Linked DNA regions of Mus musculus: region 2 is linked to region 1. The links are chromatin contacts, called in public Hi-C maps. All regions are on one chromosome and are shown on one strand. The core of a region is the stretch at or near the end of the contact, and the rest is flanking DNA. Distances in the headings are between cores, read along the strand shown. Region 1 has its middle 33 kb from the start of Gm34672. Region 2 has its middle 15 kb from the start of Gm34788.

Region 1 (5,915 bases), core at 2,621-5,120:
GCAATTGTCTCATGCTGGTCTGGCCTATGCACCTCCAAGGCCATCTCACAGTCTTTCAGAACAGTAATTTGTTTACTGACATCTCCCATTTTTTTCATGTTCCAGGAATAAGAACGGAGTATTGGGTGTGGGAGGTAAGGCCTTGTCCTGAGAGCCGGGGAGCCATCTGAAGGTCCTGACCTACGAGAAGCATGTCCTGGCCTGTAAACATGTCAGAATAACATTAGCCGTATATTTACAAAGCCTGCCCTGAGTGGGCCCATTATGCCCAGCCTAATGGAATTGCATTCCTCTAAGTGCTTTTTAAGTTGTGTAGACAGCACTGCCAATATCCCTGCAGGGAACTCGGATGCTTGCCGTAAATAGCGAGGCAGGCCTCCCAGGGCGATCCCAGGTTGCCTTGGGATCTACTGAAAGGAGGCTCTGGTCCTGTGCATCCTCGCTCACAATGCTGTCCATCTGATTGAGCCTCTGATACCCAAACTCATTCAGCTTTCCTAAAACTGAGAACAAAATTACACGCCATCCTCCGAGTGACTCTCGTGGACCCCATGCCAAGATCCCTTGTCCCGCCCTGTCCCAGCCCTGCATGTCCTGTCTATTCCTTCAACATCTTACAAAAAGGAACAGAGTTAGAGATGTAAACAAAAATGCCAAACGTTCAAGGCCCAGCAATGTCACTGCACAACGGAGAAAACCCAGCTGTGAGGAATTGGGCAGGCCACCAAGTAACGGTTCACACGGTGAGGCAGAACCAGCAATGGGTGGGATGTAAACCATGCTGGTCTGTTGTATGGGGCTGCACTCCTTCCTCTGGTGCGCAGTAGGCCAACAGAACTCAAGGCTCATTAGGACCATGCTATCCTCACCTAGTTTAAGAGGACTCGGTTGAAGACTCCTACTTTAGGCCGCCATCTTCCACTCCCCTGAGGGAACTCCCACCTCACCTCACTGAAGAAGAACTATCTGAAGACATGACATTCAGCTGGTGTGCTATGGCCCAAATCAGCGACTTACGGAAGCATTCTAACCCATTAAAGATAAAAAATATCATTACCTTCTATTTGTTTTTCCTTAGCTGTTTCAATTTTTGAAAGTCGTTCATTTTGAACATTCTGTTTTGTAACAAGCCAATTATTCAACTGAAATCATCCACTTTCATTAAAACCAGCAGGGCTTCCAAGAAGTGATAATGGACTTAATTTTTCTCCTAAATATAAATTCATGTGTATGCATACATATGTATAGATTCATAATGTGATATTCATGCATAGTATTTACACGTCGTATATATGTGCACACACACACACACGCACACACTGGTCAACAATTTCAAACACAACAGTCTTTTAAGTTTAGGCACAAAAATGTTAATTAATATCCTAGCAGGGTTTAACCTGGAAATATTCCTAGCAAGTTTTTATTGATAGAATAGATTTGTATTTTGCTGAGCATACTCGTGAGTTAAAAATAATAATAATTCTAATTTATACAACTTGAACTTCTATTTAGCTCCTGAATTCTTAGCTATGACTTGTAATAGAGTGTTATAATATCATAAAGCTTCTATAGATGCCAGACAAAAATATGTATTAAAAACATTGGAAGGAGGAAAGATGGATGAGATTAAAAGTAATTAAGGAAAGGTTTCAGAGTTTCTTGAGAATCTCCAAAGTCTAAAGAAAAAATTCACAGCAAGAAACAGCCCAGTATACAATTAAATCAACCATGAGATTTGGTTTCATAATCAGATGTAAACTTAAAGAATAAGCACATGGGCATGCGCACACGCGCGCACACACACACACACACACACACACACACAGAGAGAGAGAGAATAACACACTTCCTCTGTACCTTCTCTCAGATTTATCTTATCTATCTCCTAGCCTATAGAAATATATGCATTCATATACATATGGATATATATCCAATGCTTTTTATTTTCTTTCCTTAAAGTTATACAAAAACACCGTTTCAATGTATTTTTAAAATTCAATAAAAGCCAAATTTCAAACTTTAGATGAACCTGGATCTAGGCCTCAGATCAGTGCTGGCATACACTGTTGCTGAACTTCAGGGGAAAGACAAAGACAGTTTATATCCAACCCACAACAAACCACACGTGTTTCCCTGGTGCCAATCCACAAGACACAACCCACCCCGATGCAACCAGAGAAGCCCTACTTATTAATGAATGCTTTTATCGATGTTTCCTCGTGCGGCAACTCAATCAAAAAGGCAGCATAAAAATAAATTAGCTGAGGATGTGAGGTCTTATTTTACAAATGATAGCACTCAAAAGGTTTAATGTCTGCCACGCAGACTAAGACCGCTGGGGTCTCCCTGCCCTGAGGGAGCAATTTCTGTCCATACAGGAGCTTGCTGATATAGTGAGGTATTTACTAGACCCTTCACGTTCCAACTCAGGATGTAAGACACATATCCACAAACCACACAGCAACGGAATCTACCCCATGGCATGCAGCAAACGCACTTATTTTAAGTAGTTACCATGGGGATCCATCAAGAGCATAACACCTGGTGCATCTACAGAATGCTGTGACCCAACACTATGAGCAGCTACACGAGCCATGTTGCCACACACACACTTTGACAGCTGTATACTGAACACTGCTGTGTCTTTGGCATCTGCCGGGGCCACGAACATCTTTTTGCCCACAGACAAGGGAAACCAGGAGTGTTAATCATGCAGGAGTATCTCCTTAAATGAGGAAGAACCTGTTTTCCACCCAGAACGCTAGGAGTGGATATTGTTAATGACCTGGAGACCTTTTGCTATTTGTAGAGGCAGACTTCACCCAAGCACTCCAGACTTTTCCATCCCAGACGTTCCCTCCCATGGCCTTTAGCTCTCAGGCAATAGAGCATATCTTTAGCAGGGGATGTCACATATAATCCACAGCCTGCTGACCTCTGTGCTGTCCCTGTCAGAGACCCCGCTAGAGTCTAAGCCTTTGAGCTCTAGAATACATCTTCATGTTCACATGTACTTTGTAAAGGGGTTTCTATGTAGCCATGCCTTAAGCTTTATTGTGCACCTGGAATTGGAATGAGTGTTGCCTGGAAACTTTTCCCCCAATTCTATTGTTTAAATATGCCGCCAATAAACTGCCAGGCATCGGACTCTTTAGATGTTTGATTCAGTTTGATGAAGTCAAGTCGAACCGAGTTTTCTTTTCTTTTCTTTTTTTTTTTTATTCCCTCAGTGACTTCTGCAGGGACCCTCTCAGGCATCTCTTTCCAAATGTACCTATTAGATCATACACACTGAGCCCTCAGAGGGTATCTAGGTGCAGATGCCAAAGGACCCTGTGAGACACACTCGATGGTTCTGAATGTTCAATGTCCCTCCCATAACTGGGCACACCTACCTCGGTACTTCCTCACCTAGAACTAAGGATCCAAACTGAGATGTACTAGATTTAAAAAAAAGAAAGCCTGACATTTGCTCTCTCTCTCTCTCTCTCTCTCTCTCTCTCTCTCAACCTCTTTCTGCCACTTCCTCCCACTAGGCAAATTGTTGTTCCTTCCTCTGGGGGTCCACAGAGGTTCCTGCCTCCTCTTCCGAAGATGTACTGAATTGCTAACTCCTTGTATTCATTTCATAAGTTTGCTATGCACCAGTGCTCAGCCCTTTAACACAAGGGCAGTAGGTTTAATAGCGTGAATAGACTCAGAAGACCACAAAAGACCACAGAAGACTAAACTGGGCAAAAGAACAGAGTCCCAAAGGAAGACTACACGCACACGCACATCTTTGATGCCACGGATGTGGGGTGAGTGGTTAACCAGTCTGGAAGATGTGGGCTCAGTGTCTCCCCAGAACAGGCTGCCAACCTAGAACACCAGTGCCCTCCCATGGACAAGCTGCAAAGACCGGTAAAGCACAGCCCTCAGCCCTGAGGCTCATCACCCCACCCTGAAGTGAGGATGTCACGGTGTCTTCCCCACCTGCAGAAAGATCTGCTCCTGCTTCGCTCTTCACTCCTGACACCGCGGAGGACCGCTTCTTCCAGCTGCTTCCAGCCCGGTCAAGCATAAATCTCAGTACAACTCGAGTCATGAACGGAAGTATCATTTACCGATTAGTAAGACTCATTTCCTGGGGCTGAGGAGACGGCTCTCGGTGGGAAAGTGTTTGCTTAACAAAAGCATGAGGACCAGAGTTCAAATCTCCCCACACCCTTAAAGCCAAGTGTTAACAGCACTTGCCTGTCACCTCAAGGTGCCAGACTAAACTCAATGTCAAGATTTGGGTTCAGTGCGGAAACCCTGTCTCAAAAACTAAGGTGGAGAGCTATAGAGTACGCTGCATGAGACCAGCCTCACAATACTGGGCATGGTTCAGAGCAGTGTGTTGGGGAGAGGGGTGTAAGCCTGAAAGACAAACTTAAGTTACTAGACTCATGCACATTATGTTAACTAATGCTCTGGATAACTCTGAATACATGGGTGACAGTGTGTTCTGATATGTTACATTCAAAAGATCGGCTCCTTCACTCTGCTTGTAGCGCAATGGCTACAGCAGAGGGAAGCCTTCATTAAGGGGCTCCCTGTCTCCTAGTGCCTGTCACACAGGGGCACGAATTTGAGAGACTGGGAGCCAGGCTGCCTTTCCAGACCTTGAGATCAATCTGATTGTTAAGCCACTTTCTTTGCGTTCTGACAATCTAAGGTAAGTCTTGATCCTTAATGAACAAAAGAGGAAGCATTCAAGAACCCTCGTGTTTCTCTTTACCTGTGAAAGGCTCGTCTTCATGGTGTAAGTACAAACAGCGTCACTCCTTGCATCCAAGCTTAGCTTAGTTCCCAGCCCTGGTACAGCACAGAAACCCATCCCAGCAATACAGCAGCTAACATCTTTCCTATGATCTTTTAAAGCAGGACCAAGGGAAGCCAGTGCAGCCCAGAAATGAAGTAGGTGAAGTTGTGGTGGTCAAAGCCGGCCATGCTAGTCACACGTCATTGTTAACACTGTCTTTGGTGTCTTCACTCTTACAGGGCCTGGTAGAAGAAGCCCCTAGTGGAGGCCAGAATGTTTAACTTCAGGATTAGAGAGGCCCTGGGAGAAAGCCCCTCCACACAGCTTGGAGGGTGAGCTTTATGTCCTATGAAGACTAACACCAAGAGAATTCTGTGAACTGCCGATTCTCATCCATGTGCTCTCTGTTCCACACAGAGCACACACTTGGAATGGTCCCCATAGGGAAAACAGACCAGTTAGGAGCTGAAAAGTAGCCAGGTTCCTGTTGAAGATCTGTAATCCCAGTTGTTTAGAAGGCTGAGGCAGAAGGATCCTAAGTTCAAGGCTGGCCTAGGCAGATCAGTAAAACCCACTCTCAAAGAAAGAAGTAAAGGCGGGGCCGGGCCAGGCATTGTCACAGCCAACTGTTTTTGATGCTTGATAGCAAGAGAGAAAGAAAGAAAGAAAGAAAGAAAGAAAGAAAGAAAGAAAGAAAGAAAGAAAGAAAGAGAGAAAGAAAGAGAGAAAGAGAGATAGAGAAGTAGGAAGGAAGGAAAGAAAGAAAGAGAGAGAGAGAGAAAGAAAAAGGAAGAGAGAGAAAGGAAGAGAGAAAGAGAGAGTAAGGAAGAGAGAGAGAAAGGAAGAGAGAGAAAGGAAGAGAGAAAGGAAGAAAGATGGGAGGGAGGGAGAGAGGGAGGGGGAGGGGGACTGGGAGAGAGAGAAAGAGAGAGGTGGATACAGAAATGAAGAGAGAAAAGGAAAAAGAAGGAGGTGAGGAAGGATCGCCAGGTATGGCGGGAAATCTACCTTACAAACCAGTTGCGTGCTGAAAGCTCAGAGGTGTGCATCTTTTCCTTGAAGGTCTTATTCTGCATGGCAATATTTCCCATCAGAAAAATACTGGAGGACCCCAGTAAACATTGTTATG
Region 2 (6,063 bases), core at 1,160-3,659, 140 kb after region 1:
CCTTTAATTTGATTTATTTGTAGCACAATCCTCCCTATTGTTACCTATTCCCTAACTGCATCTAGACAACAAGACAACTTCTCTCAAACTACTAGAACTGGGCATTTGTCTAGTAAACTTGAACTCAAAAGCTCACAGTCCTAGTCAAATAGCACCAGGTCAAATCTATGAATTAACACATACTTCAGGAAGGAACCCAAAGTGGGTGATATTATCTTGATGCCAACGGGCGTCTCATTATGTAAGCCCGCAGCTTCCCCTTTACATTGGTGTACTTACATTGAAATCTGTTCGGAACAGGTTTTCATCACTTGCCAACTGAAGATCTCGGCTGATTGAAGTCAAGCACCTGACATTCCAGAGGCGCCTGCTAGTCAACACCACCTTGCCAGCCACACTGGAGTGTGACCAGGGCTCATGGCCACACTCCAACCAGAACTCATGGCCATACTCCAACCAGGACTCATGGCTACACTCTACCCAGGGACCATGACCATACTCTAACCAGGGATCAAGGCTACACTCTACCCAGGGCTCATGGCTACACTCTACCCAGGGCTTCTTCAACAACAAAATGAGACATCAGAGACACCCTAGGACATGCAAATGGACTTCTAAAATGTTTTTGTTAAACAAAAGAGACAAGCGTAAGACAGACTATCATGTGGTCCCACTTATGTCAATGTTCAGAAAGAGTGAGTCTGCAGAGACAGTGTAGAGTAGTGGTCACTGGAGTCTAGGAAAAAGGGGAAGACCTAGCAATAAGTGTGTGAAACAGAGAAAGTCACAAGGGTGGGCACAGAACTCCAGAGGTCTGGGTTTGATTCCCAGCACCTCGGCAATGGTTCCCCACCCATCTGTAACTACAGTTTCAAAGGATCTGATGCCCTCTTCTGGCCTCCATGGGCACTGTCCACATATGATACACATACACATATACAGTCAAACACCTATGCACATAAAAGTAAATATCTTTTTTTAAAAAACATTGGGCCGGCCGTGGTGGAGCATGCCTTTAATCCCAGCACTCGGGAGGCAGAGGCAGGTGGATTTCTGAGTTCGAGGCTAGCCTGGTCTACAAGGTGAGTTCCAGGACAGCCAGGGCTATACAGAGAAACCCTCTCTCAAAAAACAAACAAAAAACAAAACAAAAAACAAAAAACATTGTGTTGTGTACTTGAAGTGGGTGAATTATATCATATGTAAAATATACCTCAATAAATTACTTTTTAATTCTCAAATTCACAGGCCTGGTCTAGGGCAGCCGATCAATGGTTAGAGCACAGGCTAGACACATGTGAAGCTCTCTGTTCTATCCTAAGACCAAATTTTTAATAACTGCTTTAAAAAGTAGAATTCACAAGAATATATGCAAAAATCCTTCTCAGGTCATAAGAGTGGCCACACCCACGTGGAGCCCTCATCTCACGGTTGCTGGAGGTTTTACAGTTTGGATGCTCGAGTTTCAGGTGTGGGCTGAGTCCATAAATTCCACAAGACTGACCCAGAAGCTTTGGGTAATTTTCTGCTAAGATTTATTTATTTATTTTATTTATATGAGTGCACTATAGCTGTCTTCAGACACATCACCAGAAGCGGGCATTGGAACCCATTACAGATGGTTGTGAGCCACCATGTGGTTGCTGGTTGGTAGGAGTTGAACTCAGGAGCTCTGGAAGAGCAGTCAGTGCTCTTAACTGCTGAGCCAGCTCTCCAGCCTCCACCTTGGGTGTTTTTAATGATGATGTGTCCGGCCTTTACGGCCTGCTGGTGCTCCCACTTGTGTGTAGCCGGTTTTGCTTGATTGTATCATGGTCTCTTCCATCTCTTTCCAGAGCTTCCTGGAAAGGACAAGACAGAGAGAGACCAGTAAGGTAACCTCAGCCAACAATCCTGCATATCTGTAGCACGCAGTAGAAGCCCTGTGTCTGCACTACGTGTGGGAGCCAGGGCACTTGTGTGTCATTTGTGAAGCACTGGTGGCCCGCCGCCAACCACCTCCAAGCAGAGAAGTGAGCCAAGCCCAGCATCAGTGAGTCTAGTTTGTTTACAGAGGAAACAAATAATTAGAGCAGATCAAAGGCCCAACGTGATAATTAGAAACACGCTCTTCCACGCTGTTCAGAGGCTGAGGATGCCACCCTCCAAGATGGAGAAAAGCCACCAGGCGCTGGTTTAAACCAGCCCCGCACTCTATTCCAAAACATTGGATTGCTTTCATTTCTCTGCGGAACCTATGTTCCGCGTTATGCTATTTGTTCTTCTTAGCCTGCTGGCCTCCTTGTTTCAGACAACCCCCTGTGCATTGTTATCTCATGCTGGTCCCAGGCCCCTATCCAGAGCTCTCACTGATGGTTAATGGAGCGCTCTCCAGACTCTCCTTTCTCTGCTCTCAGGGTGGGCCTGTCTGGCCCCCACCGCACAGCAGCTCTGCGCATGCTCAGTAAGACGCATGGCGCTGTCAGTTCAGCAGCAGCCCATCCCCTTTGCAGGACCTTCAGTAGCCGCTTTGCTGCCACCTTACTCTTCCTTCCACTGGCCCCTTTGTTCACAGAGGAAAGAGATGCATTCTGCTGACCAGGTCTCACTGGGAGATGCTTTCCCTTCTGTTCTCACCAGTGTCTCAAAACCCTTTTGTGTGGCCAGCCTGGTCTACAAAGTGAGTTCCAGGACAGCCAGGGCTATACAGAGAAACCGTCTCGGAAAAGAGAGAGAGAGAGAGAGAGAGAGAGAGACAGAGAGAGAGACAGAGAGAGAGAGACAGAGAGAGAGAGACACAGAGAGAGAGAGAGACAGACAGAGAGAGAGACAGAGAGACAGAGAGAGAGAGACACAGAGAGAGAGAGAGACAGACAGAGAGAGAGAGAGAGAGAGAGAGAGAGAGAGAGAGAGAGAGAATGAGACTGTCTCAACCTTAGAAAGCCGGACAGGGAACCACACAGCAGTGTCACCTGAGTTGCTCTATATGTGAAGAGGTTTGGCATACAGGAATCCCATCAGCTTTGACCCACGTGCTGTCACGTGTTTATGTCGGCACTTTGGGTCCGGCCTGATGAATATGTAATTCTTTACTTCTTTCTCCGAAATCTCCGTGGGAAGGTGGAGGCGAGGCAGGAGAACCAGAAACAAGGAATACAATTCTCTCCCTCTTTATCAGAGCCAAGTCCTAGATCCATCCTGTCCATGCCTGACATCTCCGAGTATCCAACCACTCCCTCCTTCTCTTACCAGTTCTCCCAGCAGACTCAAGCCAGCCGTGCACGTGTGCCCACAAACCTGCAGTACGCAATCTCATAGGGAAGAAGCCAAGAGGGAGAGGGAGATAAGAAACTGGAGAGACTGTGGAAACCTGAAGAGGGGGTGCTGTCACACCAGCAGGCAGTGGCTTCTTTGGGCGTCTGCCCTATGTGGTGTCTGGGGATGAGTGGGGTGTGGGGTGCTGTCAAATCATGCACTGCTTGCTACTCAGGCATCTCCCCTATGTGGTGTCTCCAGCCACTGTTCCCAATGGTTCATCTCAGACCTGCAGTTCAGTCACAAGCCATTCCCATCTTTGTCCTGACAGTCCTATAAATATGTAATCCCTGCTCCTTCTCCTGACCTTTCTCTTCAGTTCATCACTCTGTGGTCATCTGACAGCATCGCCATTACCCATCTGTTCTGTGTACACGCTCAAGTGTCCCATTTTGTCACTAGGGTCTGTCTCCACAGCAGGCCTTGGACTCCCCCACCTCTGCTCTTCTGGTTTTCACATATCTGAGCCATCCCCAGATCTTGTGGACTTCCTTGTCACTTTTAGGCCTTGGCACTGACACAGGAGTGAAGAGCATAACTTTTGTAGAAGTAGCAGCATACAAAACGTCAACATAAAAACCAGTAGCTTTTCGAAATATAATGACAGAGACAGAGAGAAAGAGAATAGAAAGAGAAAAGAGAGAGAGAGAGAGAGAGAGAGAGAGAGAGTTGCACACACATAGACAGTGCACACATGTGCACACACAGTAAGAGCCCTAACACAGCACAACCACTCTAGCTCAGCACAAGGCCAACACCCTCTGCTTCCTGCCCAGGTTGATCAATAAGTTGCCACCTTGCTTTCCTATTTAGGGGACTTGGAACTTTCTGTTCAAGGAAGCAAGCTGAGGGAATGCCTCCATTCTATAAGGAAAGGGAGTGGACCTGCTCTAGCCTGAAGGAAGGACAAAGCCTTGGGGTCACTCCCTGCGTGGAGTGCAGGATGAGGAAAGGAAGTGGGGATCTACTGTGCAGCCAAGTCTCCCAGAAGCATGTCACACAGCTTCTGTGTGCTTTGGTCCACAAGGCTGGTCTCCCATATAATGAAGTCGGCAAGTGGAAACTTCTAGAAGACTGCCTAAAGAGAGATCTTTGGGTCTCAGGGCCCCATTCTCAATGATGACCACTGGTTATGTGGGGTTCGCAGGACTGGATTCGCTTCCAGGAAACCCAGCTGTTATAAACTGAGTCACCCTTCCCAGTCTCTTCCTCACCCCATCTCTGTGCACCTTTAAACTCTTCTGCAATGCTGCGCCTGACCAGAAGGACCAATTGTGGGCCCTAATACGTGTGCCACACTGTTTGGACCTTCTAGTCACCAGAGTCATGAATCAGGCAAACCTCTGCTGTATGAAGAACCCAGACTTTTTGCTTTATGTTGTAGCAATACCAAATTAACGGACACAAATGGATACAAAGTCCAATGACGGTGAGTTTCAAGGCTACCTGTTAGGGCTTCAGACCCATACCCTTTCTGGTTTTAGACATCCAGTGTAGCCCGTGTCCACAAGAGAGATGTCAAGACTGAATGGGAGTGGCCACACCTGGCCCTCTACTTGGAAGAGGCAGTTGGAGCCTTGGCTGTATGGTATCGGTCACTTTCTGCCCTTCCCTTGGTCCTTAGCTGGACTCAGTTACTTCAGCTTTGTCTGAGCACTGCGAGGCTTGTGGGCAGCAGTAAGTGGTAGCCAGCAGACAGGCCCACTCATAGTCTGTGAAAGGCAACAGAGACTGCAGCCTAGCATCTAATCCCAGTGCCCAGGCAGGTCCTAGAGCATCCAGCAGGAAGGAGTGTAGCTGAAGACCACTTGGGGGCCATTCACATGTCCCAAGGCTCAGAGGAGGCCGAGGAGGAGGAGCCCAAGGTTGGAAAGGTGGTGAGCAGTTGTTGTCTCCCTGCATCCTCACATAGATGAGATCACCTTCTTTATCTAATTCTGTAGCGCATGCACTGCATCGGCGAACTCCATCGAGCCTCACCCTTTCTCCAGAGCCCACCAGCACTGCAACCCATAATTCCCACACTCACCTATTTGAGCAGTGGGGTGGGAGCAGGAGACCACTTTTTTTTATCTATTGTCTTTCTTTTTAAAGATATTTATATATTTCTTTTATGTATGTGAATGCACTGCCTGCATGTACACCTGTGTGCCAGAAGAGGGCATCAGATCCTGTTACAGATGGTTGTGAGCCACCATGTGGTTGCTGCCCTTGGTAGAGCATCCAGTGCTTTTAACCATTGAGCCATCTCTCCAATCTTTGTCCAGTGTTTTTCAACCCTATTGTATCTAATCTCCCTCTTTCCCTCTTTGGATGATACTTTGTGTGTGTGTGACAGGTTTCACCTCTAGACAACCTAAACTTCATCCTCCCTCCTCTAGTCTTGACTTGAGGGTCCCTGAATGGGTACAGGAAAGGGTATGGCTTAGAGTCCCCCTTCTTCAAGGCAGTGATCCTCCAGATCCTGGGATGAGGGTGAGAGGGGCAGAGATTAAACAGCGTCTCTCCCATCCTTTGGGTTCTAACATAGTCATTGCCCTTCGATGTGATTTTCTTGGGCTAAGGAGTACGGGAGCAGAAGCGACTCCAGCTGCAAGTTTTCCTGTTTACTTTGGCAGGTGTTAGCACTTGAGGTGGGTATTTCAGGAGGTGTGGGGTCCTCTGTGGTGCCCTCAGCAGGTGCCTCCAACATTGGTCTCATGGCATGCAAGGGCTGGCTCGTGCATGACCACTGAATTCAAATGATTGGCTGGAGAACCTGTTTCAGTC

What was found. Hi-C and Micro-C count contacts between places; a contact is called where the count stands out from the background.
Region 2: a Hi-C map of cerebral cortex shows a contact between it and region 1, with 1.7 times the contacts expected there. The contact joins two enhancer-like sites. A contact is called at or near these places in 3 of 484 Hi-C or Micro-C datasets (cerebral cortex and cortical neurons).

The regions. Positions count from the first base shown.
Region 1 is chr13:59,285,456-59,291,370 of GRCm38.p6, forward strand. No RefSeq gene overlaps it. Among named protein-coding and RNA genes, the nearest start is that of Gm34672, 33 kb to the left of the region's middle. Within about 2 kb of position 3,871, at least 10 of the 459 cell types and tissues checked have an H3K27ac peak or open chromatin away from gene starts, as enhancers often do. A contact at or near this core is called in cerebral cortex, where this site is marked.
Region 2 is chr13:59,429,297-59,435,359 of GRCm38.p6, forward strand. No RefSeq gene overlaps it. Among named protein-coding and RNA genes, the nearest start is that of Gm34788, 15 kb to the left of the region's middle. Within about 2 kb of position 2,410, at least 41 of the 459 cell types and tissues checked have an H3K27ac peak or open chromatin away from gene starts, as enhancers often do. A contact at or near this core is called in cerebral cortex, where this site is marked.